Linked DNA regions of Mus musculus: region 1 is linked to region 2. Evidence: chromatin contacts called from public Hi-C data. All regions are on one chromosome and are shown on one strand. Each heading gives the region's core, a stretch centred on a gene start, on an enhancer-like site or on the middle of the called end of the contact. The rest is flanking DNA. Distances are from core to core; before and after follow the strand shown.

Region 1 (6,840 bases), core at 2,050-4,549, 530 kb after region 2:
CTCTGGGGTTTTGTTGTAGGAGGAAGGATGATGATCTATATAGTTTGAGAAGATTTCTCAAGGCTCTGTTTAAAATTTTCTAACTTTTTTGGTTTCATTTTAGAATTAATGTATACAAGGCTATATTGGATTTTACTGTTACCAGTAAGACAATAGGTCCTTAGTAAGTTCTGTTGTGTTTTATAAAAATAAAGAGGGGAGGAATATGTTTGGTGGAGATGCAGTAAGGTGTGGGAGAAGGGGGTGCCTCTGAGGACCCATGCTGAGGTATCCCTTCCCTCTGAGGGACCAGCCACAAGATGGTATAGTATAGAATAAAGTTTATTCAGGGCACGGGGAGGAGAGCTAAGGGAGTAGAAAGGCAGAGAGAGGGAGGGACAGAGGGAGAGAGGCAGGGAGGGAGGAAGGGAGGGAGAGACAGTAGAGGAGTAGAGGCTGGCCATGAGCATGTGGAGAGAGACAAGGAGAGGGGGAGCAGGAGGAAGGGGACAGAGCAAGGTGGAGGGCAGAGCAAGCAGCCCCTTTTATAGTGAGTCAGGCACACTTTTCTGTTGCCAGGTAACTGTGGGCAGAGCCTAGACTAAATGCCAACAAGTTCTTCTTGGAGAGATCACTGAGAGCTTTAAGCAAAATGAGAAAATGTGGTAATTTACCTAGAATGGCTTTGTACTGAGACCCACACAGGATTTAGTAGAAGAGGAAGGTTCAGGGTTACCATAGGCTGAAGATGCAGGTGACTGTAAATGTGGGAGACAAAGGAAGGCCCTGGTGGCAGATGAGCGAATACAACTAAAGAAACAAAGCCAATGGAAGCCAGTGCTTTCTCCATTTATACTTTCACATTTGTTTGTTAGACTCTCTGTCAGCTTCCTGCAGTAAACACTCGTGTCTTCATTTTATAGAAGAGGGAACTGAGTCTCGGGGTTAGTTAACCAAGACTCAGAGCTAAAAATAGTGAAGACAGGATTTAAACTGTTATATCTTCATAACTTAAATTTATTGTCAAGTAGTAGCAATAACAGAAGAGATGAAAGGAACCCAGAGCACAGTGGATATTGCTGATAAAGAGGAAGAAATCCAAGTGGGACCTTTGGGGTTAATTGTGCGTGAGTGTAAGAACTGTTGCAATCACAGCTCAAAACAAGCGAAGCAGAGGGAGCCTGCATTGTTACTAGGTTATTAGGATATGTCATAGGAAGAGGCATAGACTTTAATTTTTTATTTAATTTAGACGTGAACTTGGACAATTTGAGTATTTCTTTTCCTACTAATAATCACTCCCAACTTCCTGAATGTCCGTCCCTTTTGTAGGTCCCCCCGTCAGTCTCTGTCTTTCTCTGTGTCTCTGTATCTGTGTCTCTGTCTCCAGATCCTTACTCTCCAGCCATAGCTGGTTTGAAAATTACTATGTAGACCAAGCTGATTTCAAAATTCACACAGATTTCCTCAATCTCTGCTTCTCAAGTGCTTAAAAAATGCAGACCACTTCCTTGATGCTTCATTTGAGGAAGAAAAAAGTTTTCCAGAACATGTGTTAGAAAAACACCGAAGCACCATGTTTTCATTCTGTACTATTGTATTCATTAATAATATTTAGTTTTCTCATTCTCAGCCAATAATTTTTGGTTCTTTTGTTAATCATTTTGTTGGCAGGATAATAATTTTACAATAAATTATCTCCTGACGATTTTCAGGAGGTAACTGGCAAGTTAACTGTTTTAGCTACTGTTCTGTTCTGTGACAGAACATCATGACCAAGGCAACACGTAGAATAAAGCATGAAAGCATGCTTACAGTTTCACAGGGAGAGTCCATGGCCATCATGGCCGGAAGCATGACAGTAGGCACAGCAGGCAGGGAGGTGAAAGAAAGCCACATGTGATCCACAAGCACAGGACAAAGAAGGAGCTAATAGCAATGGTTTGGGATTTTGAAACTTCAAAGCCAACCGCAGTGGCACACCCACCTCCTCCAACAAGGCCACACTTAGTAATCTGTTCCAAAGAATTCCTCTAACTCTGTACCAAGCATTCAGACATATGAACCTACTTTAGTTAAAATTTTATTGCTTTGAAGGGACATTGTGACCAAGGCAACTCTTACAAAGGAAAACATTTCATTGAAGCTGGCTTGCAGTTTCAGAGGTTTAGTCTATTATCATCATGGTGGGAAGTACAGCAGCATGCAGGTAGAAATGGTGGTGAAGAAGGAGCTGAGAGTTCTACATCTTGATTGCTGGAAGGAAAAGGGGACTGTCTTCCACACTGGGCAGGGCTTGAGCATAGGAGACCTCAAAGCCCATCCCAACATTGCCACAATTCTTTTAACAAGGTCAGGCTATGCCAAGAAGGCCATACCTCCTAATGGTGCTACTCCCTATGAGCCAAGCACACAGAAATCTTGGAGGTCATATTTATCAAACCACCATAGAGCCTGCAGGTCATTTACCTTCAAGCTACTGCAAACACCTTGCCTTTGAATCTCAAGACTGAGTTTTGAGATGAATGCACTCTGGCTCTGTTCTTTGATTCCATTTTGCTGAACTTTAGATGACTGGCAGTAGCATTTGGAGTTTCCTGTAATGACATTCTAATAATAGCAGTTTCAAGTTGCTTTAATGAAAAAGATTCATTGAGTGCTTGAAATTGGTTATTTTGATACAGAGGATAACAGGTACACGTTCTTCGAGATCCACTTGCAGCAGAATTTCCTTTGTTAAAGTGACCCACTTCTGCTGCTTTTCTAAAAATCTATACTACTCTGGACTGTCATTTTTAGAAAGTGCATCGTTCAGCGTGCCTTTAATTGTCTAATAACGATATAAAAAGAAAAAACACACAGTGGTTCATTAGTATTGACAAAAGGACGGCTAAGCAATTGTCCAAAGGGTTGAAGAGTGGAGTAGGAATTGCTTTACTATGAATATATGTTTGAAGGGCATAAGGATTCTTTAGATGCCTTTATCTTACACATAAATCATTATTATTATTATAATGAGTCTCCTCTCACAGTAAAGGCCCTAGCAGCGATTGTTCTGCTTCTGTGACAGCTGGAATTGAGAATGCAGTAAAAGTGAAACGAATTACATTGCAGATGAATTGGGCACTTGTCAATTAAATAGAGAATTATAAGTAAGGCAAAAGCAGACTATAAGGTCTGATAAATATCAGAATCTCACTCAGGAAATCTGGATTTTAAATTGTTCATTTTCTACATTATTACCCTTTAGGTTATGCTATACAGCTTTCAAGAAAGCACCCTTCGGCCACATGGTGGCATCCTTGTAGTTATGATGGCATTTTAAAGCTAACTCCAAGCTAGAGAAGGGAATTCTTGACACATTCCATTAAATGTTCATCTTCAGATGAAGTGTACATGAAGCATTATGCAATTGACCTATAAAGGTATGACAAAACGTTAAATATGCGTTTTCCCTGTGAAAAATCTAAGAATAAATCTGAGCTTAAGAACAATTCCTCCATTCATAATGCATCTGCTTGCCTCTGTATCCGAGGGATTCTCCAATCAAGGACAAAGAGTGACTAAAAATAAAAGTGGGTACTCACAACGATTCAAGTAATTAGAAATGGCAATCTGATATACTGTTAAAATGTACAGTCATGAATGTTATTTCCCCTGACTGCTACAGATTTGAAGTCTTAAGCTCCTCCCTCTGACTAGTCTGAAATTCTTATAATCATGATGACATAGATTAGTTTTCATTTGAAACAATGTTTTCTTCCTGTTTTATGCAATCTATCTATCTATCTATCTATCTATCTATCTATCTATCTATCTATCTAGTTTTTCTGTGCTACAATCTTGGCTGTTGCTGTGTTTTATAAATAAGAAAGAAAGAACCAGGACATGTTTGGTTGAGGCACAGTATGGTGAGGTGGAAGGGGGTACCTCTGCTGGCCCATGTTGAGGCATCCCTTCCCCCTGAGGTACCAGCCATATGACAGATATAGTATAAAATAGAGTCTATTTAGGGCATGGGGAGGGGAGTTGAGGTTGGAGTAGAGATAGAGAAAGGCAGGGAGAGGCGGGAAAGGAGGGAGGGAGGGAGAGAGAGAGAGAGACAGAGACAGAGAGAGAGAGACAGAGATAGAGACAGAGAGACAGCGATAGAGAGATAGACAGAGAGGGAGGAGAGGCCAGCCAGGAACACATGGAGGTGGGAGGGGAATGGGAGAGAGAAGGAACAGAGAGAATAAGAGAGTAAGAGGGTGAGGATGGGGCAAGTAGCCCCTTTTATAGTGAGTCAGGCATACCTGGCTGTTGCCAGGTAACTGTGGGGCAGAGCCTAGAAGCTGTCCTGGTACTCTGTTTTATAAATCAGGCTGGCTTCCAACTCACAGAGATTTGCCTGTCTCTGCTTCCCCGATGCTGTGATTAATGATGTGCATCACCATACCTGGCTTGCATGTTTGTCTGTCTATCTATCTATCTATCTATCTATCTATCTATCTATCTATCTATGTATCTATCTATATCTATTGCCTTGTCGGAATGGTGCTTGGAGTGAAGATTGGACCCAGGCTTATTCTTGATGATGCTGAACTTCTAAATAACTCTGGGGTTTGTGCTCTGGAATCATTGTCTCTGTGCACTGACACTGAGACCAACATGAGGTCCGGGTGCAGATTTAAGCATCTGTGAGAGGTTTCTCTGTAGGATCTTAGACAAATAACAACATTGTCTCTCTAACATTGTCTTTCCTCTTAGATTCCCCTCCCCTTTCAAAGAGGAAGATAAGTGGGCTTTTATTTTCTTCCAAAAGCCCCTCTCTTCTATTTTTATACTTTGTGCTAAAAGTCATTGAAAACATTAGCTTCTTGTTTAATCTTGGAGTTATTTTAAAAGATAGAATAAATTGAACATTCTTAGGAAAATATAGACTTAAAAAATTTTCCACCAAAGGCTTCTTTATTTGGGTTTGTGGCTTGGTTGATATATATTTAAAAAAATCTCTCAGGCAAGTTATGGAATTAAAAATCATAGATATTAGATAGCCTAGATATATTTCTGGCTTAAAACATGTCTGTATTCTACATAATCAACACTCTGTAGTTTATTTAGTCTTAAAATTTAAATTTCTAGAATTTGAACTTAGCTAACCTGTTGTTTCTGCATAGCCAGTTAACAATATATTAGAAGGCATTAGTTAAATACTTAGATTCCAGTAACTCATGACGTTGTCCATTTCAGGTTCACAAATCAATTGTTTTAAATCATTTGTATTTTATCCAGAAAGTAACTAAAAGAGATAAACACACCAATTGAGAAAGTATGAGGATTGGAGAGAATTAAATGGTTATGGGGCCATTGCTTTCCCTAGAGGACCACTAAGGAAATGCCTGGTCAGCAGCAGGCTGTGACTGGGCGCTTAGAAATGGAACCGGAATTCCATCTAAGGGAAAGGAAGCTCTTCCCGGTTTATCACAGTAGCTCTTGAAGACCAAACATTACATTGTATCCCTAAGAAGAATAAGAAAGCTAGTTTATCATAACTTGTAGTTGCCAGTTGGCTTTTGGAGTAGAACCCCTGACTCCACAGACTTGTGCCTAATGTTTTATTTCATTTTTCTCACTGGGAAGAATAAAAATATAGAGTCCCATGCTTAAACATGAAACAGAATGTGGGTTTTTTTTTTTTCTAAATCATATAAATCAAACTTAAAGACTCGGCGATGCTGCATCTAGTTTAACACTGGTAGACACACGGATTAGCTAACTCTGCAGAGTCTTATCACCCACAAGGACTGTAATTGTGAATATATTTTCAGGGTAAGGTAAACAGATTAGTTATTGGGATTGTAATATTCTTCACAAAACTGTAAAGACAAATTCTTTGGGGTCTGTGCTTTAATGACATGGTAATCTGAGGGCAATATTGTTCCAGTTTTAATCCGGTGCATAGTAGAGAATCACAGTCATCATTCATGTTTTTTTTTTCCTGTCATTAAGAAATGATCATCTTGAGTTTCTTGTGTTTTGCAAATTGTATCTTGGGTATTCTGAGTTTCTGGGCTCATATCCACTTATCAGTGAGTGCATATCATGTGTGTTCTTTTGTGACTGGGTTATGTCACTCAGGATGATATCCCCAGATCCATTCATTTGCCTAAGAATTTCATAAATTCATTGTTTTAATAGATGAGTAGTACTCCGTTGTGTAAATATACCACATTTTCTGTATCCATTCCTCTGTTGAGGGACGTCTGGGTTCTTTCCAGCTTCTGGCTATTATAAATAAGGCTGCTATGAACATAGTGAAGCATGTGTCCTTATTACAATTTGGAGCATCTTCTGGGTATATGCCCAGGAGTGGTATTGCTGGATCTTCTGGTTTCCTCTCCAAAGTACTCCAAAGTTTTCTGAGGAAGCGCCAAACTGATTTCCAGTGTGTACCAAGTTGCAATCCCACCAGCATTGGAGGGAAACTCAAGAAGAAGGAAGACCAAAGTGTGGATACTTTGATCCTTCTTAGAAGGGGGAAAATACCCGTGGAAAGAGTTACAGAGAAAAAGTTTGGAGATGAGACTGAAGGAAGGACCATCCAGACACTTCTCCACCTGGGGATCCATCCCATAATCAACCACCAAACCCAGACACTATTGCAGATTTCAACAAGCTTTTGTTGACATGAGCCTGATATAGCTGTCTCCTGTGAGGATCTGCCAGTGGCTGGCAAATACAGAAGTAGATGCTCATAGTCATCCATTGGGCAGAGCACAGGATCCCCAATGAAGGAGCTAGAGAAAGTACCCAAGGAGCTGAAGGGGTCTGTAGCCCTATAGGAGGAACAACAATATGAACTAACCAGTACCCCCAGAG
Region 2 (6,928 bases), core at 3,154-5,653:
TGTACATGAGAGTATATGAGTGTGTGTGTGTGTAGTCTCTGAGTGAGTGTGTGTGTGTGTGTGTGTGTGTGTGTGTGTTTTAAATGAAGGTTGGTGGTAAAGGGGAGAAGAAAGTAGGATATATCCGTGGGCTCTCCAGGAACATGACTTTATCCCCTCAGACAGAGCAAAATTGGTGTGTTACATTTATATAGAGGAGGAAGGAGGAAGAGTGCAGGGGATGCGTTATGCATTAAGGACTCAGAACCTACCTGGGGATGGCTAAAATTCACCTTAGGAAAATGGGAAGGACGGAACGCAGAGTCTGCGGCAGATAGGAAGCACATGAAGGACTCAGGTTTTGCTCAGTTGCACTAGTATTTGCAGCTTGCCTGCTCCTTATGCAGAGCCCTGTCACCACTGCCTTGCTTAACATATTGCTTCACAGAGTTTGGCTTCCCACCGCTTGCATTTCTTGTCCACCATCCTTGCTCTTACTGTTGTGCATGGCTCTGCTTCCTGGAAGTGCCTTTCCAGAGGCTCTGAGGAAGAGAACATGTTAGCCCTAGTTGTTTAAAGCAGGCAGGAGGTTTGTTTGGAGTCACCTGTCTTTTTTATACTGGGTAATCATATTTAAGAGATGTCTGGGGACCCTAATATTCATTAGGATCAACGTGGAGATTTCAGTAGATCACAGCTTCGACTCTATTTGTGATCCGGTATTATGTAAATAATATGAATAAATCAAATAATGGACCTCTAATACTCATTTGAATCTTAATGATACTAATGCATTATCAAATAAATTAGATCTGCTTAGTCTATTTCCTCTGAAGGCTGACATCAGACTGTATCAGTATTTTGTTTTAGAGTATCTTGTGACAATTAAGAGTTTATAAGCTATATGCTAATAGCAGCTAGAGATGATTCAGTTGGTAAAGGGTTTGCCTTGTAAGCACCAGGATAATAAAAATCACCTTGTGTATGCAGTGGCTCTTGCCCAATACTACATTTTACAAAATTTCTACCCTCAGAAGCCATGCAGAAAAAAAAAAAAAAAGCTGGCATGCTAGCAGTCCCTGAGAATCTCAGGGACAAAGAGGAAGAGATAGGCAGGTAGATTCCTAGGGCTCACTGGCCAGACAATCATGCTTACTCAGCAAACCTCAGACCCAAGAAGACAAGTCTAAAGAGTGACAGCCAAGGTTGTGTTCCGGCCTCTATAAGCATGCACACACAACTACACTTGAACCAGCACACACACACAGCCGGCCCATTCGCATTATTTTTTATAGCAGAGTATACTAATATTATTCTCATAAATGCCCTAACAACTATTATTTTCCTAGGTCCACTACATTATATTAACTTACCAGAACTTTATTCAACTAATTTCATGACAGAAACCCTACTATTATCATCAACATTCTTATGAATTCGAGCATCATACCCCAGCTTTCGCTATGATCAACTCATAGATCTCCTATGAAAAAACTTTTTGCCACTAACACTAGCATTATGCATATGACACATCTCTCTACCAATTTTCCTAGCTGGGACCCCACCATACATATAGAAATATGTCTGATAAAAGAGTTACTTTGATAGAGTAAATTATAGAGGCTTAAACCCTCTTATTTTTACGACAATAGGAATTGAACCTACACTTAAGAATTCAAAATTCTTTGTGCAAAAGTCTTCTATGCTAATAGAAAAAAGGCAGCAAAGAGGAGTCCATATTTGTTCTTTATTCTGAATTTATATATATAGATTTTGTAAAATGTAGTATTGGGCAAAAGCCACTGCATACACAAGGTGACTTTTATTATCCTGTTTTTTGTTGTTTATTTTGCTTTCTTGCATGTTTGCTGGGGAGGGAGGGAGGGAGGGAGGGAGGGAGAGAAAGAGAGAGAGAGAGAGAGAAGAGGTTTGAAATGGGGTGGGTGGGCAGGTCAGAAGGATTTGGGAGGATTTGGGGCTGGGAAAACTGTGACGAAACTATAACTACTTTCAACAGAAAATAAAAAGGTTATTTATTCATTTTATTAATATGAAAGTTTGCATAACTGATTTAAGCTGTTTGATTCAATGTTACTCATTTTTTTTTATTAGTCAACTTCCATATGCATGTTTTGTGGAGATGTTGGGAATGTACATGCAGAAAAAGTACAATATCTTAAAATATTAAGGGGTTTATGATCTAGTTATGGGAGGCATGCATTGTAATAAAGTAAGTACAGTATATTGCATGGACTGAAAGGAGCCTTAAGCAGAGGATGGAGGAAGGTCCATGTAGTCCTTAAGCAGAGGATGGAGGAAGGTTCATGTGGTCCTTAAGCAGAGGATAGAGGAAGGCCCACGGTGGTCCTTAAGCAGAGGATAGAGGAAGGCCTACAGTGGTCCTTAAGCAGAGGATGAAGGAAGACCAACAGTGACCAGTGGAGCCACTTGTCCAGGGATGAGAACCCACTTGTGAAAGAAGCTTTTCTGTTTTTTTAAAAAGATTTATTTATTCATTTATTATATGTATCTACACTGAGGCTGTCTTCAGACACTCCAGAAGAGGGTGTCAGATCTCATTACAGATGGTTGTGAGCCACCATGTGGTTGCTGGGATTTGAACTCAGGACCTTTGGAAGAGCAGTCAGTGCTCTTAACCGCTGAGCCATCTCTCCAGCCCAGCTTTTCTGTTTAAATGGTTCCTGAATACTGAAAGGCAAGGTGTTAATATTAATATAGCTGTTAGTAGCCAGGTATGGTGGTGCATGTGTCTTGGAGACAGAGGCAGTCATTACTGTGAGTTTGAGGCCAGCCTGTATTACACAGTGAGTTCAAGGATACCTAGGTCTATATAGAGGGACCCTGTCTCAAAAAACAAAACAAAAAACAAAATAAAACAAAACAAAATGAAATAAAACTTTTAGGAAAAAAAAGATTGCTGTAGTGGGCCTTACACACAGTTGTTGGTTATGGCTAGCATATGCATGTCAGCATTGCACCTTTAGGGCCTTCCTGCCTTGCTGGTCACTGCAATTCATAGGCATCAGAACTGGATAGGATTATTAATTTCTTCTCCTCTTTGTCAGCTTGCATAGTACTTTCTGGGAGAGAAATATTTCCTTGTATTAGAAACCTAGCTAACTACCCCGGGATGGAGAGTGAGGTCATGGATCTTAGAAGAGAGCTTACTATTGACCCTTTACTAGGCCAGCCTAATTTCCAACTAGATCTTAAAACTTATCCTTATGCCCATAGGTAAGTGTAGTTCTCGCCTCTCATCAAATATGCTTCTCTTTATAGCACATGGAGATCAATGCAGAAAAACACAACTGAACACAACTCGGAGACCAGTGGACTGGGGAGCTGAGTTCCAACTGACAAATCTACACCACAGATCCTGAATCTAAGGTCAAAAGAACATTGAGAAATTTGGGGAGAAAGAATTTAAGACCCAAAGGTCCAGAGACTCTCCTGTGAGACTGTGTCTTCTAGAAATGGCTGCCTAAACAGGGCCTGAACAATGACAATACCATTAGATGTGCCAGCAAGGAAGTAGCGGAAGTCTCATTGGGTCCAACTCCTAGACACAGACCTGTAGTCATCTAATGACTGCCAAGAGAGGAGGGGTTAGAACCACCTAATTGGTTTCTCAATACAAAGTGCTCAGTGCTGAAGTCACAGACACATAAACAAGAGAAAATGATTCAGCAGAGTGTAGTTACATGTTTGTGAGTGAATATATAATATATATGTAGCAATAACGGTCAAAGGAAAAAGCCACCGATTTGAGAGGGAGCGAGGTGTGGGAGGGGTTGGAAGGACTATAGGGAAGGGGAGAAGTGGTGAAATGGCGAAACTATATTTTTATTAAAATATATTTAAAGAAAAAAGATTGCTGTTAGCATGGTTTCTGGGTCAGAGCAGTGCAGAAATCTTGAGAAGGGCTTCAGAGTCCCCGCAGGCCTTGGAATGGGGTGTCCATGCCAGTTCTATGCGGCTCTCTTGGGGTCCCAGGAAGAATGAGAAGCGGGGGGGAGGAATCAGACATCACCATATGATGCTCAAACGGGCAAATCTGTATTCCTATAGAAAGGAGGAATGAGTTAGAGGAAACGCGTCTTCTGAAGAATTTAAGGTTCTAACCAGCAGTACTGTTTTATAAACACCAGCAGGTGGCAATGTGACCCCGTGGAAAAAGCTGAGCCCGTCTTTTCTGAAAATTCCAAACCTGGTAACGAGGGTCCTCTGGGTTAAAGATGGATAAGAAAAAGTGCTTTTGAAATTCTCCTCTGCACAAATCAGCCTTTCCTCGAATAAGGTGATGTCTGATTCCTCCCCCGCTTCTCATTCTTCCTGGACCCCAAGAGAGCCGCATAAGACTGGCACGGACACCCCTATTCCAAGTCCTGTGGGGACTCTGAAGCCCTTCTCAAGATTTCTGCACTGCTCTGACCCAGAAACCATACTGAGCTCCCTGCTTGATGTCCACTAAAAGCCTTTTCACATAAAACATTCATGAGTGTAAATGCCTTCTGTGCAGATTTGGGAAAAGGATAGCGGCAGCGATTTCATAGCAGCGAGAAGCAGCCTCTAATGGACTCCGCAGCCCCTCTGCTATCCTGGTCCTAAGTCACCTGTCACCATGGAGTTTTACTACACTCTTCCATTTCAGTCTTTCTCTGGATGTCTCCTCTATCCCTCTGCTCCACCAAGGAACTTAGATTCCTCTTTTCCACCCCCTCCCTCACCCCACCTTTCTCTTCCTGGTCTTTTCTCAGTCCCCTCCTCTCTCCTTTCCTCTCTGTCTTTTTCTGCTTCTCTTCCCAAAGCCAAGGTGCTCTGTGGCAGAAGGACCCATAGGTAGCATGGTCCTTCCTCTCTTAGTTTATTACCTTGAAACACAAGCAAACCGGCTGTTTTCCATGTAATTAATGTTGTGTTTTATAAAAAAGAAAAAAAAAAAAAAAAGAAAAAAAGAAGAAGCCAGGGATGTTTGGTGGAGGCGCAGTATGGTGTGTGTGTGTGTGTGTGTGTGTGTGTGTGTGTGTGTGTGTGTGTGTGTAGGGGGTACCTCTGCGGGCCCAGGCTGAGGCATTCCTTTCCCCTAAGGTACCAGCCACACCAGGTATAGTATAGAGTTTATTTAGGGCATGGGTAGCAGGTTGAGAGGGTAGTAGAGACAAGCGGGGTGTGGGGGTGGGGGTGGGGAGAGGGGGAGGGAGGGAGGGAGAGAGAGAGAGAGGAGAGAGGCTGGCCATGAAGGGGTGGGGTGGGAAGAAGGGACAGAGAGGGAAGAGGGTAAGAAAGGAAGAGCAAGAGCAAGAGAGGGTGAGGAAGGGGCAAGCAGCCCCCTTTATAGTGAGTAGATCCAATTTGCCTTAGTCAGGGTTTCTATTCCTGCACAAACATCATGACCAAGAAGCAAGTTGGGGAGGAAAGGGTTTATTGAGCTTACACTTCCATACTGCTGTTCATCACCAAGGAAGTCAGGACTGGAACTCAAAGGAGGTCAGAAAGCAGGAGCGGATGCAGAGGCCATAGAGGGATGTTCTTTACGAGGCACACTTGGCTGATGCCAGGTAACTGTGGGGTGGAATCTAGAAGAAATGCCAACAGTTAATCTTTAATAAAGACTCCCCACTCTTCATCCACAACTGAAGTGCTGGTTGCAGGTAATGGCTGCAAGTATGTTTTTGAATTATGATGTTAGCATTTATTAATGTTCTGCACACTTCCCTACATCTTCTGTGCACCTCAAAAATGAGTCCAAATTCATTTGCAGACCTGCAACCCTCTTATTTGTATACCTCTATCATCGATGCCATCTTTATTTGTCTTTTCCTTCATGGTCCTTTGACTGTGTGACTTAAATGTGATCTTAAGATTTCTGCCAATTTGTAAATTGTGACTGTCTGCTACTGGGGATCTTTCCTTTGCCCCAATCCTTTATTCAGAAGAATTTCAATCTAAAGAAAGAAAATGGAGTCGGTCACCTAGATTTTATAGTCTTATTAGCATTGTGCTATATTTGCCTCACTCATGTAGCCTAATTTTGACGTATTAGAAAGGAGACTGCAATCATCAAATACTTATTACCAGACGACTTTAGTGTGCACAAGTTACTGGCATTTAGTGACTGTTTTTTGTTTTGTTTTTGTTTTTGTTTGTTTTGTTTTGTTTTGTTTTTTTTTTTTTTTTTTTGAGACAGGGTTTTTCTGTATAGCCCTGGCTGTCCTGGAACTCACTCTGTAGACCAGGCTGGCCTCAAACTCAGAAATCTGCCTGCCTCTGCCTCCCAAGTGCTGGCATTAAAGGCGTGTGCCACCACACCTGACTCCTGTTTTCAGTTTTTATTATTTTATTTTATTTTTTAAAATTTATTTTTTGTTTTCAGTTTAAAAATTTTTTTTTCAATTTTTATTAGATATTTTCTTCATTTACATTTCAAATGCTTTCCTGAAAGTCCCCTATACCCTCCCCCTGCCCTGCTCCCCAACCCACCCACTCCCCCTTTCTGGCCCTGTACTGGGGCATATAAAGTTTGCAAGACCAAGGGGCCTCTCTTCCCAATGATGGCTGACTAGGCCATCTTCTGCTACATATGCAGCTAAAGACACAAGCTCTGGTTAGTTCATATTGTTGTTCTACCTACAGGGTTGCAGACACCTTCAGCTCCTTGGGTACTTTCTCTAGCTCCTCCACTGGGGGCCATGTGTTCCATCCAATAGATGACTGTGAGCATCCACTTCTGTGTTTGCCAGGCACTGGCATAGCCTCACCAGAGACAGCTATATCAGGGTCCTTTCAGCAAAATCTTGCTGGCATAATGCAATAGTGTCTCGGTTTGGTGGCTGATTATGAGATGGCAGTCTCTGGATGGTCCATCCTTTTGTCTCAGCTCCCAACTTTGTCTCTGTAACTCCTTCCATGGGTATTTTGTTCCCTAGTC

What was found. A called contact is a pair of places that touch in the nucleus more often than the background predicts.
Region 1: a contact with region 2 is called in a Hi-C map of cortical neurons, with 2.9 times the contacts expected there. The contact joins two enhancer-like sites. A contact is called at or near these places in 5 of 484 Hi-C or Micro-C datasets (cerebral cortex, cortical neurons, embryonic stem cells and 2 more).

The regions. Positions count from the first base shown.
Region 1 is chr12:59,794,957-59,801,796 of GRCm38.p6, forward strand. No RefSeq gene overlaps it. Among named protein-coding and RNA genes, the nearest start is that of Gm22673, 130 kb to the left of the region's middle. Within about 2 kb of position 3,300, at least 5 of the 459 cell types and tissues checked have an H3K27ac peak or open chromatin away from gene starts, as enhancers often do. A contact at or near this core is called in cortical neurons, where this site is marked.
Region 2 is chr12:59,261,433-59,268,360 of GRCm38.p6, forward strand. No RefSeq gene overlaps it. Among named protein-coding and RNA genes, the nearest start is that of Fbxo33, 45 kb to the left of the region's middle. Within about 2 kb of position 4,404, at least 16 of the 459 cell types and tissues checked have an H3K27ac peak or open chromatin away from gene starts, as enhancers often do. A contact at or near this core is called in cortical neurons, where this site is marked.